Regions from separate parts of the Mus musculus genome. Here regions 1 and 2 are each linked to region 3. A link is a contact called in public promoter capture Hi-C data. All regions are on one chromosome and are shown on one strand. The core of a region is the stretch at or near the end of the contact, and the rest is flanking DNA. Distances in the headings are between cores, read along the strand shown. Region 1 holds the start of Tmem201 (transmembrane protein 201). Region 2 holds the start of Kif1b (kinesin family member 1B). Region 3 holds the start of Vamp3 (vesicle-associated membrane protein 3).

Evidence for each region. Promoter capture Hi-C pulls out the DNA fragments that hold promoters and counts their contacts.
Region 1: a promoter capture Hi-C map of erythroid cells shows a contact between it and region 3, with 12 times the contacts expected there. The contact joins the promoter of Tmem201 here to the promoter of Vamp3 in region 3. A contact is called at or near these places in 2 of 39 promoter capture datasets (erythroid cells and liver).
Region 2: a promoter capture Hi-C map of pre-B cells shows a contact between it and region 3, with 4 times the contacts expected there. The contact joins the promoter of Kif1b here to the promoter of Vamp3 in region 3. A contact is called at or near these places in 2 of 39 promoter capture datasets (liver and pre-B cells) and 1 of 484 Hi-C or Micro-C datasets (uterus).

The regions. Positions count from the first base shown.
Region 1 is chr4:149,735,919-149,740,837 of GRCm38.p6, reverse strand. It overlaps Tmem201 (transmembrane protein 201), which reads left to right and starts at 2,770. Exons shown (of 11, transcript NM_001284270.1): 1 at 2,770-3,003. The coding sequence starts at 2,891.
Region 2 is chr4:149,305,090-149,309,993 of GRCm38.p6, reverse strand. Kif1b (kinesin family member 1B) reads left to right here and starts at 2,261. Exons shown (of 49, transcript NM_001290995.1): 1 at 2,261-2,565.
Region 3 is chr4:151,056,517-151,061,340 of GRCm38.p6, reverse strand. Vamp3 (vesicle-associated membrane protein 3) reads left to right here and starts at 3,388. Exons shown (of 5, transcript NM_009498.4): 1 at 3,388-3,467. The coding sequence starts at 3,466. It overlaps Gm38529, which reads right to left. Exons shown (of 2, transcript XM_017320565.2): 2 at 2,285-4,824. The coding sequence starts at 3,900. The coding sequence ends at 3,331. It overlaps Camta1 (calmodulin binding transcription activator 1), which reads left to right. Exons shown (of 24, transcript NM_001081557.3): 24 at 1-1,818.

The DNA.
Region 1 (4,919 bases), core at 1,521-4,020, 1.3 Mb after region 3:
CTCAAATTTAGAGATTTACCTGCCTCTCCCTCCTGGGTGCTGGTATTGAAGACACGTTTCACCACACCCTTCCCTACAGATTCATTTTTATAACTTTTTTAGATTTATGATTTTATGTGTATGAGTGTTTTGCCTGTTACTTGCATGAATCGAAGCTGGGCCAATCAGAGCAGCAAGGCGTCTCAGTCTGTTACCTCTAAATAGGCCTCATGTGTACATCTATGTGCGCAAGCATACAGTTCTGCCTTTAACAGCCCTCGCTTCATCCAGGCACCCGCCAAGCATGGCCCAAGGGGGCAGGTATTTCCCCATATAAGTAACTCAGGCAGCCTTGTCAGCAGTGAGGCCAACTGTACATGGCCACCTTTCAATGACTCGGCTGGCCTACAGGAATGTGTGTCCCACCCACTGGATGCATGAATTAAGGAGAGCCAGGAAGCCATAAAGCGTGGTGAATGTTCTAACTCAAGGCTGGTAGCTAATGCCTGAGGTGGTCAGTCTAAAAGGTGGAGAGGTTTGCTTTAGCTGAGTGAGTAGTTCTAGTCCATGATTGATTGAGCCATTGTTTGGGGGCCTCTGGAGACACAGCTCATGATATCAGGTATACAGCACAGCAAAGCCATCTAGTGTCCTAGAAGCAGAAATGAGAGACTAAACTCCCACAGTCCCCTGCAAGACAACCCCAGTGACTAACGACTAGGCCTTGCCTCTTAAGTTTTTACCACTTGGGGCTAGAAAAATGGCTCATATGTTAAGAACACTGGCTTTCCTTCTAGAGGATATGGGTTCAAGTTCTGAACCCCACAAGATGACTGAGAACCATCAGCCTCCAGTTCTAGGGCGGACCCAATAACTTCTCTGGCTTCAGTAGGTACCAGGCATCATAAAAGGTGAGATTTTCTGTTTTGGTGGTTTTGTGTTATTTAGTTTTAAAGTTTCTACCTGTGTCACCTTCCAGGAACTTCGCCAGCTGGACACCAAAACCTAAACACATGGGACTTGGATGAGTTCTGAGTCTGAAATCTGGATCTGAAATCATTTTTCCTTCCCTTTGCCTAAGACTTAGAGATGCCAATAGTCATGCGGTGCCTAAGATGGTGTGAGTGATGTTCAGGAAGCTCTTAGACAACAGCTATCTGCTGGAGACCTTTCCTGGAACTCAAGGCATCCGATCCAGAAAGTGAATGATGTGTGGGCGTGGCCATGCATTGTGTGAGCCAGTGCACTCTAGGCACACTCAGAGCTAATAGAAAGCAAAAGGAGGATGGGAAAGGTCTTGTCTCTGATGTACAAGCGACACCTTCCAGGCTTTTACATTGATTCCCTGCACACAACCTGCTCCTTCCTTCCTGACTGGTGACATGTGGACAGGTGAGCTGCCAACAAAAGCGAGAGATTATTACAGTGACCCTCAAGCCATCATTGCCCACAGAGAACTTGATCTTAAAGACACTCATAGGGGCTGATGAGATGGCTCAGCAGGTAAGAACACCCGACTGCTCTTCCTGAAGGTCCTGAGTTCAAATCCCAGCAACCACATGGTGGCTCACAACTATCCGTAATGAGATTTGATGCCCTCTTCTGGAGTGTCTGAAGACAGCTACAGTGTACTTACATATAATAAATAAATAAATCTTTAAAAAAAAAGAGACACTCATAAAATTGTGTGTGTGTGTGTTGGTGGGGTATTCTACAGAAACATAGTATGTAATTAGAGATAAACTTTTTTTAGATTTTTGTTTTTGTTTTGTTTTTGTTTTGTTTTTCAAAACACGGTTTTTCTGTGTATCAGAGTCCTGTCTGTCCTGGAACTTGCTCTGTAGACCAGGGTGGCCTTGAACTTACAGAGATCTGCCTTCCTCTGCCTCCCAAGTACTGAGATTAAAGGTGTGCACCACCATGCCCCATAATTTTTTGACCTTTTTTTTTTTAAAGAAATCAAAGGCTTGTGCCACAACATCTGCCCAACCTGGTATAAATATTTCTTGCTAGAGATGTTTTGTTTTATTTTGTTTTGTTTTAGGACAGGACCTACCTACTAGCCCATGGATTGCCTGATGACCTGGAACTCACTGTGTAGTCCAAGCTGACCTCAAATTTACAAAAATCCGCCTACCTCCACAGGGATTAAAGGCGTGCATCACCAAGCCTCAGTGAGTTTTTCTTGATCCCTAATTTAGCTCACGTAAATGCTGAAGCACGCCTGTAAGTGGCTCTTCCCTCCATCTCACTCCCCGAGGTAATCTATTTGAAGTGCACAGACTTCATCAAACTTGGCAACTATGAAAATCATCTACATTCGACTAAAGAAAAAAAAAAGGATAATCCCTTCAGGACCAATCCCCCCCCACACACACACACACCTTAGCCATTCACTCTAATGGCTGCATTATGTTCCGAAACATGCTATCCTGTGATTATTTAACCTCGTTTCCGTCTTTGGACGTTTGTGTTTGTGCAAGCTAATTTTCAACCACTGTGGCGTCTGAAGCGGCACAGACCGACTTTAGCCCAACGCCAGGAAAGCAGGACTAAGTGGAGAAAGCATTGGCAAGGATTAGCGTTAAGGTAGCAGCACTAGGACCTGCAAATGCATGCGTGCGCAGGCTGCAGGCGCAGGCGGGACTCCTTCCAGCTCTAGAGAGTGGCTTTGCAACTGTGGACGCTGGGGGGCGCGTCCGAGCCAGTGCCGAGGGCTTCCGTAGGCGCCCCGCCCACTCAGGCTCGCCCCGCGCCGCGATTGGCTGCGCGGCGGGAGCGCGCCGAGTCAAGGGGCGGGCTCGCGCCGGCTACAAAGCGGCGAAGGTCACGGCGCGAGCTGGAGCGCGCGGGCCGCTGGGAGTCTCTTTTGCGGCCCGCGCCCCTTGCCCACCGACTCGGCCCGGAAGCCATGGAGGGAGTGAGCGCGCTGCTGGCTAGCTGCCCCACCGCCGGCCTGGCGGGCGGCCTCGGGGTCACGGCGTGCGCTGCCGCCGGCGTGGTGCTCTACCGGATTGCGCGGAGGTGAGTGCGCGCCCCGCTGCACGCGGCCCGGGCCGCCGCCCCGCCCCCGCGAGGCCACGGCGGAGTCCTAGGGGCGGACCAGGCCTGCTCGCGAATGCGGGACGCATTCTCCGCCACCGCCTTTGCCCTCACCCCCTAAAAGCCTCGTCGGGGAGCAGCCGCCGACCGTGGCTGGGGGAGGGGGCTGCTGCTTGCTCCTCCCTTCGAGGCCCGTGCTCCTGGCTGGACTGCCCTGCTGGGCCTCTGCCGCCCATCGGTTAGGAGGATGAGAGCTGGCGCTTGATGGTCTGTATGCGATAGCAATAACATTCCTCGCGTAAGCTTTCCCCCGGAGAAGCCTTGGAGCTGAGTACTTAGAAGGCACGTGTGAGCAGTAGCAGCCTGAGGCAGGAGCCTGCGCTCCACACATTTAAGGAACTTGTCCACTCAGAGGTGTACGCTGTACTCCTTGGACACATGTCACGGATGGGCTTTGGGATCAATACCCTGGCCTGTCATGGCTCAGAGACCACGCAGACCCCAGTACTCCAAGCTTGCCGTGGTCAAACCCCAGAATGGAGTCGTTTCTCCAGCAGCGTGAAGGAATAGCTCACCTGATCACATTTCCCGAGGATAGGAACATACACGCATTCGTGGGAGCCTCTTTGGGACAGCCGGGGATGTGCAGTGCTCGGGACTTGACCCTAGTCGCTGGATGACAAGGAGCTATGGTTTGAACTGGCAATCAGGGTGATAGGTCGCCCTCCTTAACCCTGCATTTCTTCTGCAGGAGAGGGCAGGCAAAAGTTGTTAGAGGTAGGTGAGTCAGCGGCACCTAAGGAGGGGATGGATGTCAGCTGTGTTTGAAAGAGGGGGCCACATCCCGGGGGGCTGAGAGAGTGCCTGACTCTAGATCTCAACCCAAGCTTCCTGTCTTGTTCCCACCCAGTTTTTGGGAGTCAGAGGGACCGCTTAAGATCAGCCAACCCAAAGCAGTCCCTCGTTACCTGGGCCTAGGGGAGCCTGGGCAGTCTGTTCATGTGCCAAGCAGAGCTTGTCCCAAAAGCCAGGCATCTCCTGGCTGCCTCTGCCAGCTCAGGGCATTTGGCCAAAAGAGCAGAGTGGGACTTGTTGTGGCCAGGACTGGCTGCCTGTCACCCTTCCTGTCCTGCCAACGAATGCCTTGCCTCTGCTAGAGACAGGAATCTGAGTTCTTGGTGAGGTGTGTGTGGGACATGTATTTCTTTTTGTTGTTGTTTTTTTTGTTTGTTTGTTTGCTTGCTTGTTTTTTTCGAGACAGGGTTTCTCTGTGTAGCCCTGGCTGTCCTGGAACTCCCTCTGTAGACCAGGCTGGCCTCGAACTCAGAAATCCACCTCCTCTGCCTCCCAAGTGCTGGGATTAAAGGCGTGCACCACCACGCCCGGTGGGACGTGTTATTTCTTTCAGGAGCAGCCAAAAACCCCTTCATGCTTTTTTCATACTGACACCAGACTGTGAAGGTTTGGACCATGTTTGGACTACTGCTGCTGATTGGTCAGAGCACGGGGTCTCGGGTGACTGTCTTTATGAGGTCTGGGTTTCATGTGCAGGTGAATTGGCCTCTCACAGTTCTGAAGCAAGCCTCACTTAGCAAGAGGCTGCAGCTTTCTTTCCCCTTCCCTGGAGGGGAAGCTGTGGCAGGCAGGAATCAGCTGTGGTGAAGAATGGGGGTTGAATATGCCAGAGGAGGGCCTGCAGGAACTTGGTTTTGGAAAGCCTTTAGGGGAGTGGGTGTTTTCAAGCTAATCACAGAGATGGCATAGGGCCAGGCTTTGGGAGCCGTGTGAAGAAAATGTTTCTGCGTTCAGGTCAGCCCTTCCTGAGTTTTAAAACTGGCCAAAGTGGTTGCAGAGAAGTTATCTAGAGCCCAAAGCCAGCCACCCCGCCACCTTACCCA
Region 2 (4,904 bases), core at 1,012-3,511, 1.8 Mb after region 3:
CACAAAATAGATAATTCTTTTGAAAAACTTTATGATGTATGAAGATATTAAAATTGTATATATTAATGAGGATGGCATACTGTTTGGACACATAAACACTGAATAATGTTTAAGTTGGGTTTAGCATATTTATATCCTTTAAACATTTTAGAAAGATTTATCTTTTCAATAAAAAACTTGTGTGTGTGTGTGTGTGTGTGTGTGTGTGTGTGTGAGTCTATCTATGTGTTGGCATGTGCACAGGAGTGCAGGTGTCCTTGGAGATGTCAGAGCCCCCTGGAGCTGGAGTTACAGGTGGTTGTGCTTTGCCCAAATGTGGGTACTGGGAGCTCTGGTCCTTTTCATAGCAAGAAGTACACTTCCCTGCAGACCCATCTCTCTAGCGCCTCCTTCTTTATAGCGAGACGGTTGAAGACCTTTCTCCTGGCTTTCTGAAACGTAAGTGTGTCCATGTCAGCAGCTCTTGCTCCTGTGCAAATCCATCAGCGCTTCTCTACCCCTGATGATTCAGCTCCTCTTCCTCTTTCCTTCCTCCTCCTCCTCTTCTTCCTCCTCCTCCATTTCAAGAACGGAAGTCAGGGCTTCCCACATGCTAAACAAGCGCACCCCACTTAGCCACACTTCCATGCCAACTTCTTGCTTTAGGTATTTTATTGATGTCTGTTAAACTTTATTGTTATGGTACAGTGGGGGTGTAAGGTGTGTCTGTGTCAGAAGATGACTGTGTTCATCAGGCACTCTCCATCCACCTGGACACGGGCTCTGGACACCGCACTGGGATCCTCAGCTCATCGGAAGCACTTTACCCACTAAGCCATCTAGGTTTGTTTAAGACAGGGTTTCTCTATGTAGCCCAGGCTGACCTTCCACTCAAATCGTTGCTCCTAATATTTTAAGCAATTCTATTCTGTGTGTGTTTCAGAATAAATGACATCAACTCCTTTTGTGGGAAGGTGGAGTGTACATTCTAAAGAAAATGAGAGCTGGGCTTAGTGGTACGGATCTTTAATCCCAGCAGTCAGGAAGCAGAGGTAGACAGATCTCTCTGTAGGTTTCAAGACAGCCTTGTCTGCTTGGTGAGTTTCAGGAGAGCCTGAGCTACCAAGACCCTCTGTCTTGAACAAACAAGAACAAACAAGTAAATAAACACAATGAGAAGTGTCCAATGAATGTGGAATAGTGGGAGTCTGGAACTTCAGTGGCATGGTGATTGCCCAGAGTCGTTAGTGTAGAAAGTTAATTCTCACGTTTTAGTGTGTAGGCCTTTCTCTACCCAGTAATTCTGTATTAAAGTCAGGGTTGAGAGAAAAAAAAAAATCTTACTTTCAATTTCTGCTAATAAATCCAAACCACATCCTCTAACCTTAAAATGCAGTGTGATTGGCAGGTTGTCATTGTGATATTTTACTAAGCACTGAATTGAGCTGCTTATGAACGTCTGTGGGGCTTTTCATTTGAGCTGAACCTAAATCTGATTTTTAAAAAACATGGCTCATAGAGCTTTTGTGTTCTTATGAGCCCTGGTAACCCCCTCTAGGGGCATCTCTCTCAGGCCGCTCAGTCCATTCACTGGGCGCGATACAAAGCGTTTTGTTCCTGTGCTCACACCAGCACGCCATCTCCCAAGGAGACGCTGAATGCCCACTAAGTCATGCTTTCCCATTACTCATTCCTCCTTTTCTCCCAAGGTGGCGTGTGGGAGGTGTTGTGCTGGGGTTCGACAAGAATAGGCTAGGAAGCTTTCTGCTGGATACACTCATGCCTGAGCGTGGTTCCGTTCCCACCGCGCCGGGCTCGGTGGCTTCACCGTTTGAGCTGTTTTTCTAAACGGACAATGACTCCACACTCGGCCGCTCCCACATAATCCCAGCTCTCCGGATGGCATCTGGACCGTCCAGTCCCGCCCGGTCACTGAGCCACTTTTTGTCCCCTTACGAAGCGGGTCATTCGGCTACACAGGCGCGGCTGCTACCCACTAACACCTTTCCGGGGGTCACCCGGGAGGGAACTCTGGACACCGGCTTCGCCCACCAGGCACGCCCGCACCCGCACCCGCATCGGCTCCCGTACCACCAGGGGGCGCTCGAGTGTCTCCGTCGCTCCGCCGGCACCTCCCGCCCCCTCTTCCAGCCACGCTTTACTATTGGTCATCTGTCTCAAGGTCTTCATCGCGATTGGTCACCTTCCGCGTCGGTCTCGGTTGCTGGGCGGGCCGAGGTGACGCTCGGCGCTCTAGCTCGGGGCGGTGTCCCGCGCCGGCGGCTTCGGGCGGAGTTTGGCGAGCAGCGTCGCGGTGTAGTCAGACGGCAGTGGTCCCGGGAGGCGACAGCTCGGATCCGGGCTTCTCTCTGTTCCTCCGCCGCATCCACAGCCGCGCCCCGGCCTCCCGCCAATCCTCGATGCAGAGCTGGGCGGCCGCGTGATGGGGCTGCGGAGCGGCGCCCTGCGGCTCGCGGCGGCCGCTGCCTGCGCTGAGGTGCGTCGGTGCCCGGCCTCCCGCGCCCCTGCGCGCCTCGGCGTCTTCTGACTCGGCCGGCTCGCCCGTCTGTCCGCAGCGCGGCTGAGGTGAGGAGGCTGAGGTGGGGCGGCCGAGGCGAGGTGGGCGGTGGTGCCGCGGCGCCGGTGTAGGGGGCCGCTCCCGCGGGAGGGACTCCCGGCCGGTGACGGGCCTGGAGGGGGCAAAGCGAGGAAGCGGCGCGGCCGGCCGGGGCTCTGGCTCCGCGGTGAGGAGCCTCGCCCTCCGTGGAGAGACCTGGCCGGCCGGCCGCGAGCGCCGGGCTTTGGTCCAGCGGCCTGCCGGTCCCCTGCAGTGCCCTGCACCAGCCCTCCGCTTCCCCTGGGCTGCCAGGCCCCGCTCTGTCCGCGGGCCAGCAGATCGGTCGCTGTCCCGCCGTATGTGCGCACATTGCAGCTCTGAGGAGCCAGCCGATCTCTCCCCCCTCATCTGCTCTCTCACCCCCTATTGTGGTTGGCATCAGGGTTCCAACCGGGAATGTGGCAATGCCCCTGAGCCCGATGAAGGTAGGAAAGGGCATCCGACAGAGCGGAGGGCGCAAGGGCTGGACGGAGGAAGCGATGCAGAGGGAGGGGGCTTGTTGGATGCTGGCCAGATGGGAGGAAGGCTGGTGTGGGCTCGACGTTCAGCCGACCAGGATCACTCTGGCAGCCATATTGGGAGGATGATCTGACAAATCCTTTAGGAGCCAAGTCCGGTTGCTGGTAGGCACCGAGTGACAGCCCTGGCAGCTTTCAGGGTGACTGGCCGCACCAGAAGCCAAGTTGTGGGGGTTGGGAGGCCACTCAGAGCAAGCTAGTCATTGTTCATGCAACGCAAACCCTCACCGACTGGAAATGCAAAATTGAGCTCCCAAATCACTTTTTCTCTTTGGTGAATTGCTATATGAGCCTTCAGGGTAAACTGGCTTGAAGATTCCATTCTTGTTGGGGTGAAATTCTGTGTTTCTGTCCTTATCATCGCAATCCACCGCTGCTTTGGCCCTCGAAGGCCTGTTGATGTTTAAGGCCACTTTACCATATTGGAGGCTCTTGGCGTATTGCATGGCGTGCATAGATTTGCATAGTATCTCTTCGTGCAGAGATTAGGGAAAGTGGAATAAACTGGTAGCAGAGAAGACTTGCAGCAGTATCTCGGAGGATGCAGGTTGTCATCTTTGTGGAATCTGGAGGTAGCCTAATTTAGATTGTCAACAGATCTCTTGCTTATGTAGCTCTCTCTGGTCCAAGCAGCTGTTCTGCCAACACTAAGCATGCTGCTTTGTGTCATGATGTGCCTGTCTCAACCCAGAGAAAAGTGGTGTTCAGCTTTGAATAACTGTTTAAAAGTGATATTATAGTGGATATTGGACTTAAAGGTTGGCATTTTGTGGATTCGGCTTAGTCATAACCAAATTTTAGCTTGCGTTCTCATTTGAGAAGCGTGGTAGTTGATATTGATTATGAAGTAATTGAAGTTGTTAATGTTCTATTTGAGGAGAGACTTTGAAGATTACTCATCTTGATGTTTTAAAGTAGATTTAGAAATGATCAATAACTGGCTTCAGAGAGAGCCTGTAAATGTGTTTTCCTAGACTTTGATCCTGCACAGGATCTGGAGAGATGGTGTGACTCCTGCCTTCTTTATGCCCTTTAATTTAAACTTCATTTATTATATATATTTGTTTTTGGGAGGGAGTTGGAGCGCTAGCTCGGGTCTTAGACATGTTAGACAAGCTGTCTACTAATGAGCTAGACTCCCACGATCCATGCTCCCTTTTTTAAATGCGTAAGTTCTTTTTTCCCCCTATTTTAATTATCTGTCTACTTAAGAATAACTACAAAAACAAATTCCAATGTTTTTCTATTTCTAAGAAAAATCAGCACACTATTTTTTTTTTTTTTATAATTTTTACCGTTAGGCAATCTCAGTGAACTTTCAACAGACACTAATTTTGTTTTTTTTTTTAATTTGTTTATTTTATGTGTATGAGTGTTTTGCTTGCATGTATATGTATATGCACTGTGTGCTTGTGTGGTGCCCTCCAAGGAGAGATGAGGGTTGGATCCTCTGGACTTGGAGTGACAGGTGATTGTGAGCCACTCTGTGGGTGCTGGGAGCTGAACCAGGGTCCCCCTCAGGAGCAAACAGTGCTCTTAACTGCTAAGCTGTTTCTCAAGACTAAAGTTAGTGGTGTTGGCAGTACATTAATTAATATTAAAAAAATACAGAATGTTTGTTTATGATTCCATATCAAAATAAGGAGTAGCTTTAAGTACATGTAAAGAACTGAGATTAAATATAATTTAAGCTTTTGAAAAAAATTAGTCCTGCTGGGCAGTGGTGGCACACGCCTTTAATCCTAACACTTGGGAGGCAGCGGCAGGCAGATTTCTGAATTTGAGGCCAG
Region 3 (4,824 bases), core at 2,139-4,638:
GGCTATCAGGAGTTTATTTTATTTTATTTAAAAAAAATTTTTTTGCCAAAGGTGCCAAGTAATGTGAATGCTAATATTGCTTAAAAAAATTAAGTTACTTTTGCAAAATAGATAATCATAAGATGAATCCTTAGAGACCTTAACACCATCCACTCACACCAACAAAGAACATTAGGATGATCAATGTTTAGGAAAAAAAATTAGGACAAAATGAGAAAAATATCACATTTTCATATCTCCTGCTGGAAATTAAAAAACAAACAACAACAAAAACCACGAATAAAAATTGCTCACTCGACAAAATAAAAGGGAAACCCGGTGGAGATTGGTGTTGACGGAAGGGTGCCACGGTACAGTACTTTCCAGGTAATGAGGAGCCAAAGAAATCTGATGCTTTCAAAGCTAACTTATGAGAGAACCAATTTTGCATTTGCTAATGCCAGTTTAAAACTCCCAGGTTAAGTGTGAGAATTGGTTGGTATGAGATTTTCTTTTTTTAAAAAACAAAAAACAAAAAACAAACCAACATGGTTCTGGCTGCCAACCGTGAGTTAAAACTCGAGGCTTGTTGTGAAGCCTAAAAATATTCACAAATGAGCTTTAAGCTGGTGTCTTCAGAAGGAAGGTAGAAACAAAAGGATTGTGGTTAAAAATAATAATAATAATAAAAACTGGGGTCAGTGCTCTCGGTGCCTTTTCTATAATTGTACTTGTTTTTTAATTACTTCCTTTCACTGCCAACCTCAAATTACTGTACAGTACATGTCTTTCTGCTTGTGATCAGCTTGGAACAGCGACAGCCCCACAGCTAGGAGCCACCTGTACATTTGTAAGCTGACCCGACCCAATTTTGTTTTTACATGTGTGGGTTATGTTGCAGCTGTTGCAATCCTCGACCCCCCTACCCCCGCCCCCACCACACCTATTATTTTACACAATTTGACCTGTCTGAGGACACTGAGTAATTTACATAAACAATTGTATTCATAACAGGGAATAGAATGTAAAGCCAGCTCTTTTCAGAATATCCTATCTCAATCATGGATCTGGATACATTTACTCCATTGCTTATGGTTCAGATGACCAATCATTTGACCAGAGCAATGACCTCAGTGGATTTGCTTCAACCCTCACATTTATTTTTTAGTGTTTCACATGCCACATTAGCTGAATATGTTAGAAAACTCTGGAAGATAAAGACTTACATAGAATTAGGAAGTTCTTATGGAGGAGATAGAAGTAGGGTCAAAACCTACCAGTACAACTGTGAATTCTAGGTGAGGTCGAAGCATACTTCCACTGACACAAAGCATTTATGACCACCTTTTTTGATTGTAACTCTTAATTTTGAATATAAGGTGATAGGCGCAGCTTTCTTGGATAATCTGAATTCCCAAGTGCCAGGAGTAGGATTTCATGATAAAATTAATAGCTAATCTTATTCTGTCTCCTGAAGATTTAATTGCTATCCTTGTTACCCATTCAAAATCAGCTGTACTGTGTGAATGAAATAAAGACATTAAGATGAACCCCTTTCTGGCTGCACGGTCGCTTATGGCAGTTCCACACAGTAGTTGGCGCCCAACGGGGGGTCCCTGAGACTTGCATGTAAAACTAGTCTAGATGTCTCCTTTTTTGTAAGTTTTATTTTTGTAATTGTGCATGTAAAGCATCATTGAGTCAATGGATCTGTTGAAGAACTCAGCTGCTGGAAACCATGCAAAATGTTTTGAATTGCCCTTAAAAATATGGAAAATGTTTTCTGAATGCTTTATATTCTTTCTGCTGTAAATTAAAAATGAAGAAAATTTCCCCATATTATCTGTGTTTTGCTTTAACCTGATCTGAAATCCAAGGTGTTGACAGTGAGGTCATAGTTAGAACTGGAAGTATTATTTTACTTTCCACATGCAGTGTTCTCCCACCCAGCCTTTCACTTAGAGCCACTTTCCCAAAGCACTTCCTTTCTACCTACCTTGCCTGGTTCCTTAACACATCGATTTATTTTAAATGCAGTTACTTGGAAGATAAGGATCTCAATTTTAAATTAACCTTTCTCATGTAGCTCAGAGTACCCATGAATTCCCAACGCTTAAGCTTAAGGGTGACATTGAACCTCTTAACCTTTTACCTAAAAGCTTTCGTTGCGATTATGGGTGTGCTAACAGCCTGGGTCTACGTGGTTCTGGGGATCAAACCCAGGGCTGCATATTAGACAAGCACTCTGCCAACTAAGTACACTCTTTAGCTCTACTAGGTAGTTGGCTGGGTTGTGTGTGTGTGGTTTTTGTGTGTGTTTTTTTTTTTTTTAAGACCCTTTCCAGCTTACCTCACAAGGCCTCCCTGCTAGGTATTCTTCGTCACTGTTCCAGTCCTCTTGGCTGTAGAGTTCTGTTATCTCTCTGGTAGGACTTCACTTCTGATCTACCTCAGAACTAGTGCCAGTTTCACACTCTGAACCTCCCACCAGGAGCCCACTGCATTTTCTGTTCACTGTTTAAGCCCGGCCCCACACTCTCCATTTCCTCCTATCCAGAATGGTTTTTATAACTACTACTCAACCTAGTACCCACTGGTGTGGCGCTCTTTAATTGCAACACACACCTTTGGGAGTTACCATGCTGAAGTGGAAAAATACCTTAGTGTATTTCATTGAGTGAATCCACCAACGGAGTTTATTTAGTCTGTTTTAGACCTTGTTGGGATTCTTTTCCACATAACTACTCACCCCCGTTGAACAAAAATTGAGTGTCGTCTCCGCAAGGGCCAGGGAATTACAGAAATGAAGAACCTTACAGTTCTCTAAGCCAAGGCTCCCTTTAGGGATTTAATATCCGTGCAATGGCAAATATTTGTCATGTGAGAACCTGAGAGGAGACTTCTCCCAAATCCTGTGGCCAAGACTCCACATGGACTTCCTACTGCCTCTTTCTCAGAAAAGAACTTTGTCTCCTCAGGACCACTAGATTATTCTGGAACGTTAGGCACGTCCGCTGTTTCTAACATGAGAGACAAGGTATGCGGGCTCACAGTAATGTAAAACGTACCCATTCTCACTCTAAACTGCCTTTCCAGGGCTAGAGACAGGGCAGCAGAGACACTGCAGGGAGCTGCTGTGATTCCTTGGCGGCGAAGAGCCCAGCCCAAAGGCGCAGGCGCCGCGCTCTAGCCCCGCCCACTTGTCCACCGAGAACGCCCGCCCACTCGTCAGCGCCGGCGCTACTTCAGCGCAAGCTCTGGCCCCTCCCACTCCGCTCTGCTCCGAGGTGACAGCCCGCGCTGCGCCCGGCTCGATTCCTATCCCGCCCATTTCCGGCGCGCCCCTGGCGACTAAGAGCGCGTCGCGGGTTCCGGTCCGGCCACCGCTCGTGACGTCACCACGGCCCCGCCCATCTCCTCAGCCTCGGTTGCCTGCAGCGCGAGTCCGTCGACCCTCGGCCATTCGCCGCCGCCACCGCCGCCAAAATGTGAGTGACGCGCTGCGCTGAGAGGCGAGGCGGGCTCCGGGGATGGTGGCCCACTCCTGCGACCCGCTTCAGGCGCGGTGGCCGCTGCTTGACACTCGGACTCGAGTGGAGGCCTCGCAGGCCTACGCGCGGAGTCCCGGGGCCTGAGGTGGGCAGCGGCCCCGCGGTGCACCCTGTCCCCGGACGCTGCGGGACGAGTCGTGGCGCCGCGACGTCCCCGAGTGCCCCGCGGACGGCGGGCAGACGCGGAAGGACGGGGGTGGGGACACCGCCTGACCGAGGAAGCGGCCGCCACACCCCGCGGCTCCTTCCTCGCGAGGGGCGGGAGCGAGCGTGAACGCTCACTCTGTGCGCGGGGTGCGCCCGGCAGGAGCGGGAGACCTGAGGTGGCCGGGAGCCCGTCGTAGGCCAGCGTTTGGCGCTCCCGACGCATCTGGGCAATGGGTTTCTCTTCCGTTTTAAGCCAGCACACTCTGGTTTTAAAATTGGTTTCTAATTGCAACCTTCAGCCAGAATTGTTGTCACCACTTAAGATGTACCTGGTCAGACTGCTGAGCAAATGGCAGTGTCCGGTCCACACTCAAGAGGATTAAATTGGTTCAGTTCAGCCAGCCGCATGTTCAGCCTAAGTTTTAATAAGATGGGAAGGATCGTAGTATCCTCTTTAGTGATATTAGACTTTAAAGAGAGAAAAAATAAATAACATGGATAGTGCTTCCAGAGCACGGTCCTTACCTGTTTAATTTTCGGACCCTGAGTTATGTGAGACAGCCATCAGTGATGTGTCCTTGGTGGTAGACACAGTGCAAACTTTAAAAAGTGCTGTGAGTCAACCCTAGAGTGACAGTTGTGTAGGAAGGCAAAAATTGGAAGCTGTTTTAGATACAAGAGTTTAATGGAGGCAATAAGGACTTAAAAACCAGAGTACTTGTGAAAAGTGGGGATGAGTGAAAATCCAGACTCACTGAACCTATGAGAGATGAATGACTTTCCAACAGAGACAGTTGCTTCAGCCTCCTTCCCGTTCATACAGACCCCCTCCATGCACTTTGAACCTATTTCTTCATATTGTCTGTTCTGTGATTGTTCCTAATTATCAGCCACAACAAAAAGATCAGGAGTCTACTTTAAACATCTGTGTGTCTTAAAGCAAGTTTAAAAAAAAAAAAAACCCACACTTTATTGACATAGAACAGATCTTGTTAAATATTTGTTTCAGACTTTTATCACTATCAAGTGATACAGTCTTAAGAATTATTGAGGGGTTATAAAAACATATTAGTGCCTTTATTTTTTACCTTGGGACTTTTAAGAAATAACTGCAGTGTAAGGAGTTAAGACTGCGTCCCACCATAAC